Linked DNA regions of Mus musculus: region 2 is linked to region 1. Evidence: chromatin contacts called from public ChIA-PET data. All regions are on one chromosome and are shown on one strand. Each heading gives the region's core, a stretch centred on a gene start, on an enhancer-like site or on the middle of the called end of the contact. The rest is flanking DNA. Distances are from core to core; before and after follow the strand shown.

Region 1 (2,700 bases), core at 173-2,672:
ACCATTCTTTGGGTTTACATGCCCCATCTTGGAATAAGATGTGACTCTATAGAGAAGAAAGTCAAGAAATAAGGAAGGAAAGAAAGAAGAAAGAGAAGACTAGAATTTTATCTGAGTTTACTCTAAAGTTGGTTGTTAGAGGGATAGAGAGAAGAAGAGGTTCTGCTGTCTCGCTTTCTAGATGATAAGTATTCAGGAAGGACCCTTGAACTTGAACAGAACCAAAGTCTCAATTTCAGTTATGAAATCTAAGCAGTGTGTAGTATTGGCATTAGAGAATAAGGAGGTCTTAAGCTTCCTTTTCACACAGCTGATGCTTCCGCAGGAGTTTCCAGTGTCTACTAAATGTCTTCTAACTTCTCATCACAGTTTGCATGCCATTTGAAGCCTCTGTGAAGGTTTTAGACTTCCTGGCTCCTCTGTGCACTGTTTATGTAAGTCGCTGCCATTGGCAGGCCAGAGTGGGAACACATGTTCTCACAGCCATGAGAAGAGGTAACTATGGTATCGAAGGCTGGAGTTGAGAACAGACACACGTTGACACTGATTCAGTGTGCCCTGGGACACACCAGGATGCCTTTCAAAAACGAGATGAAGGTTGATACAAAGACAAATGTGTTTCTTTGCTGCTGGGGCCAGATTTCAGGCTTTCTCTTGGGATTTGTGGCCTTAGTTTTGTGTGTCAGGGTGCCCGTTTAGTAAGGACATCCAATGAACTGTGCTATGGTTCTGGTTCACACTTACTGAGAAACCACTGAAGCTTTCTTTCTTCTTCTTCTTCTTCTTCTTCTTCTTCTTCTTCTTCTTCTTCTTCTTCTTCTTCTTCTTCTTCTTTTTTTCCCCCACTCTAAAAGGAAGATGAGCAACAGACAAGTAATTATGACGTTGCCACCTATATAACATAGGAAGCCACTTTTGTGACCTCATCATGAATTCTGAAATGTGTTACTGACTCGCATGCACTCATTACTGTAAGAGTTCCCAGACCTATTTATCTAACTTTGCATTCCAAGGAAAAAAGAGTTTATTTAGGGAGTTTTCATGTAACAATGCAGTTAAGTAGGTTCTGCTTCCAGGCTAGTCAGTGTGGAAAACTTGGGATCCAATCTCTACTGTCTTCCATGGTCCAGACCAGTAAGGAGAGCAGTTTCCCTACTCTCTTTCCCTTTTATCCCTGATCAGTTGATTGTTACAGTGCACCTGACAGTTCAACGAAGATGAACGATGGTTAAAATGCAAACACCTGGCCATTCATTCACTGGCTTAATGATGGAAAGGACCCAAGTTGGTTTTTACACCACTGGGATTGAAATTTCACAGACCCGGGATGACTCACCGCTTTGCTGTGTCATGAGTTTCATTCTGAAATGAAATACACTCTGTGGTTTCACTTGAGGCTTCGTGTTGATGCAAAAAGGAAATGAGCCCATATTGGGAAGTCGGGTTGAAATACACATATTGTACCAAGTTGTTGCTCAGCCATCCTTACACCCTGTGCTTCGGTCTTACCGCGCATCCTTACAGGATAGGCTTTGGTGTCATCACACTGTTTTATCATCAGTTCACACCTGTCTATCCTCCTCCCTTGTCTGAGAATCGGGTGAAGCAACCAGAATGTACTCAGAGAGCAGCCTGTGAATGAGCCACTGACTATCATTTCTGTGTGGATGACGTTCTTCCTGGGTTGGCACTGAGAAGAGAATGCTCATCTTTTTTTTTTTTTTCTTTTTCTTTTTGGTTTTCCCGAGACAGGGTTTCTCTGTGTAAGCCCTGGCTGTCCTGGAACTCACTCTGTAGACCAGGCTGGCCTCGAACTCAGAAATCCACCTGCTTCTGCCTCCCAAGTGCTGGGATTAAAGGAGTGCTCCACCACCACCCGGTGAGAACGCTCATCTTTATGGTGCCTCCACTCTCGTGAAAATAGTCTTGTTTTACGAAGACCATTTTCATTTTCAATAGTCCATTGTCATTTCATAATAGTAGTTACATCTTCAAACTTGGATAGTCCCCAAGACCAATGAGCAGTGAGAACAGGGAAGAGGAGCAGAAATAAAGCTGTGGTGGAGAATGAAAACAAAACAGAGCAAAACCACCCAAGGCCTTCTACATTCGAGGCAAACACCCTAATACTAGGCCATACCCTCATTTCCAAATATCAATCTTTTAGAAACATATTTTAATATTTCAAACTTATTTTCACATTTTTGCATATGTGCAATGTTCCAGACAACTCTCAGGGTGTTTTATATCCGATTTCCAAGACTGTTAGGGCGAGGTACCAGGCCAGAAAGAGAACAAAAATAAATCCTGTATTGAACAAAATCCAACTAAGTTGTTCCCTTTAGCGTTTAGATAGACAACTTTTCATTCAAAGCCAGATCAACGCTGGTTCCTCCCTTACTCTGAGACCCTAGGGAAGTCACATGACCCAGTCCTGATTTGCTTATTTCCAGGCTGGGAAGTATAATGGTAACTCATACCTCAGCATGAGGCTGTTATGAGGATCAAATGAAATCATCCATTCACCTCACACTTTCAACCCAGAGTACCAATAAATGTGAGCAATAAAAAGTGGGAGCAGGAAGCATCAGGAATAAGTCTCTGAGAGCTGTTTTCAATCTTATTATCTGATTGATTTAGTGTGTGTGTGTGACGTAATGTGGAGTGGGCATGTATCTTTGTGTATGTGATTGTGGGGTG
Region 2 (2,700 bases), core at 116-2,615, 130 kb before region 1:
CTGAATTAAAAAAATCCCTAGCTTAAAGGTTTTTTTTTTTTTTTTTAAGATTTATTTATTATTATAGCTAAGTACACTGTCACGGTCTTCAGACACACCAGAAGAGGGTGTCAGATCTCATTACAGATGGTTGTGAGCCACCATATGGTTGCTGGGATTTGAACTCAGGACTTCTGGAAGAACAGTCAGTGCTCTTAACCGCTGAGCCATCTCGCCAGCCTGCTTAAAGGGCTATTAAGAGTCTTCTTTTTTGAACTTCAAATTGTTCCCTGAGATTTTCTACATCTCAACTTAGCTTCACTTACAATTTTATTTTTCCCACCTAAGGGTGGTGGGTCATTGCTGACGATCTCTATCTTTAAGTTCTTTCTTAGGGTGGTGACTGAGTCATTCGTTAGTAGTACTGCCTGGAAGAGATCTAACATTATTATTGTGAGTGCCAGAGATACTGTCCAGTGAGGGGCTGGAAGCCCCTTAGAGTTTTCATGCAGTTCTTAGATTAAGAGGGATGTGAGGGCAGCAAGCTGAGCAGAACTCTTAACAGCATGAAGTCCTCAGGACAGTCCTTGGGCCATGCTAATCTGAGACACACCCGTCCTGCATGTGCCACATTCCATGAGTTCTAGAGCCCTTTGCTGGTCTTCCTGGAAGGCCCTTGGCAGGAAACTAATCGGAATATGTTGTATGGGGGGCGGGGTGTGTGTGTTTTCATTTGTTTTTGTTTGTTTGTTTTCCTGAGACAGGGTTTCCCTGTGTATCCATGGCTGTCCTGGAACTCACTGTGTAGACTAGCCTGACCTTGAATTTACTGAGATTCGCCTGCTTCTGCCTCCCCGGTGCTGGGGTTAAAGGTGTGAACCATCATCACTACTTAGCCTGTTTTCAATAAAAGCAAAAGCAAAAGCAAAAGCAAAATGTTCCTTACAATCATAAATAATAATCATACTTGCATGATGTAGTAATAATGACTGATAGAGCTTGTGAATGTGCTGAGAAGAAAGGAAATGGGAGGTCTCTCCTCCCCCCACCTGCTTAGCCACAGCCTAAGCTGCCTCCCCCTAGTTACAGGCAGACCCCAGCTGGTTAGCTTGACATTCCATACCCTGAAACCACAGTTTCTAAGGCCTCGGTCACAGGGAAGTGCTCTAACACGTCCTTGCACCTGACACTGGGGTGGCGTTGGTGGGGGCATCAGGACAAAAGCCACACCACCGGAAACCCTTCTTTTTCTGTGAGGAGCAAGGAGAGTGGGTACTTTATGGCTGCTTTAGATTGGCTTCCTGAAGGAGGGGACCATGTGGCCTGGCCACTAGCTGAAGGACAGTTGGAGTGGAGGAAGTTGGTAAGTCTGTTTTGAATACCTCTGTATGGCTGATGGGCAGAGACCACGTCTTCCTGAGCCCCTCCCTCACTGAGGGCCTCAGAGACACTAAGCATCCCCCTCTTTCCAGCTCCCTCTGCTGGACACACATAGGATCAAATTTGTGGCACAGTTTCTACAGAAAAGATGCTAACCCTTTTATTCTGTTGCTTATGGTGCTTTTTACAATGCAAGCCTTAACCAAGCAAGGCATTTCTTTGCTTACTCGGGTTCTCAGCACAAGAATTTCTAGAGGCTGAGCCTGAACGTAGGCTTTTTCCTTTCTTCAGCTGGAAATTGCTTTGTGTTGGGGAACAGGACACCTACTCTTACTGTGAAATGGACACAGAGTCCTTTTATTTTTTTGTAAGTACATGAAGAATCTTGATTCTGTTCAAGATTAAAGCGTAATGTCTAGGAATTGATTCCTTTCGTTTGCTTATAAGTAAACAACTAGGTATCATGATAACATAATGGCACGTACAACACCTTTTTATTCTTGATAAAACTGTGTGTGTGTGCGTGTGTGTGTTGAGTGTGAATGCTGCTTGCCACAGCATGCATGCTGATGTCAGAGGACAATATTGGATATTGGTCCTCATCTTCCACTTTGTTTGCATCAGGGCCTCTTTTGTTGTACTTTGCTGTCTGTGGACACCAGCCTAGCAGGTCTGTGATCTCCCGAGAAGGAGGCACTTGTCTCCACCTCCATCTCACTGGAGGATTGCTGAGATTACAGACAGCTGCTATTTATCTGGCTTCGTTCGGGTTCTGGGGATTCAAATTTAGGTTCTCGACTTTGTATGGCAAGAGCCATCTCCCCGACTCCAGCCAGTCAAAGTGAGCTGCAGCACATTCACATTGTACAGCTACTGTACTGTCTGTCTCGGGAACTTCATGCTTGTCCTCCCAGCCTGGAATTCTGGATCTATTAAACAGTTACCCATTCCTTCTTCCCCCCTCAGCCTCTGCCATGTAATTATCAATTTTCTGCCTCTATGGATTTGATGAGCCTAGATGCTGCACACAATGGGATCATAGGATATTTTGCGACTGGGTTGCTTCTGTTCGCATCAGGTCTTCCAAGATTCATCTATATTGAATCCTTACAATCATGAATAATAATTATACTTGCGTGGTGTAGTAATAATGACTGGTAGAGCTTGTGAATGTGCTGAAAAGAAAGGAAATGGGAAGTCTCGCCTTCCCCCAACCTGCTTAGCCACAACTGCCCCCCCCCCCCAATTTCAAGCAGACCCCAGCTGGTTAGCTGGGTCATAATTTCCATTCCTGGCTAGAATCACACTCTACAGTCCAAACTTTCATGACACTCACTATAC

The links. ChIA-PET counts read pairs in DNA pulled down with a chosen protein or histone mark.
Region 2: an RNA polymerase II ChIA-PET map of memory CD8 T cells shows a contact between it and region 1, with 17 read pairs. The contact joins two enhancer-like sites. A contact is called at or near these places in 3 of 115 datasets of contacts at active chromatin or transcription factors (effector CD8 T cells, memory CD8 T cells and pancreatic cancer cells) and 1 of 9 other capture datasets (adipose tissue).

The regions. Positions count from the first base shown.
Region 1 is chr16:55,753,308-55,756,007 of GRCm38.p6, reverse strand. No RefSeq gene overlaps it. Among named protein-coding and RNA genes, the nearest start is that of Nfkbiz, 67 kb to the left of the region's middle. Within about 2 kb of position 1,422, at least 143 of the 459 cell types and tissues checked have an H3K27ac peak or open chromatin away from gene starts, as enhancers often do. A contact at or near this core is called in memory CD8 T cells, where this site is marked.
Region 2 is chr16:55,886,671-55,889,370 of GRCm38.p6, reverse strand. The region is part of intron 2 of Nxpe3 (neurexophilin and PC-esterase domain family, member 3); the gene reads left to right. Among named protein-coding and RNA genes, the nearest start is that of Nxpe3, 7.3 kb to the left of the region's middle. Within about 2 kb of position 1,365, at least 87 of the 459 cell types and tissues checked have an H3K27ac peak or open chromatin away from gene starts, as enhancers often do. A contact at or near this core is called in memory CD8 T cells, where this site is marked.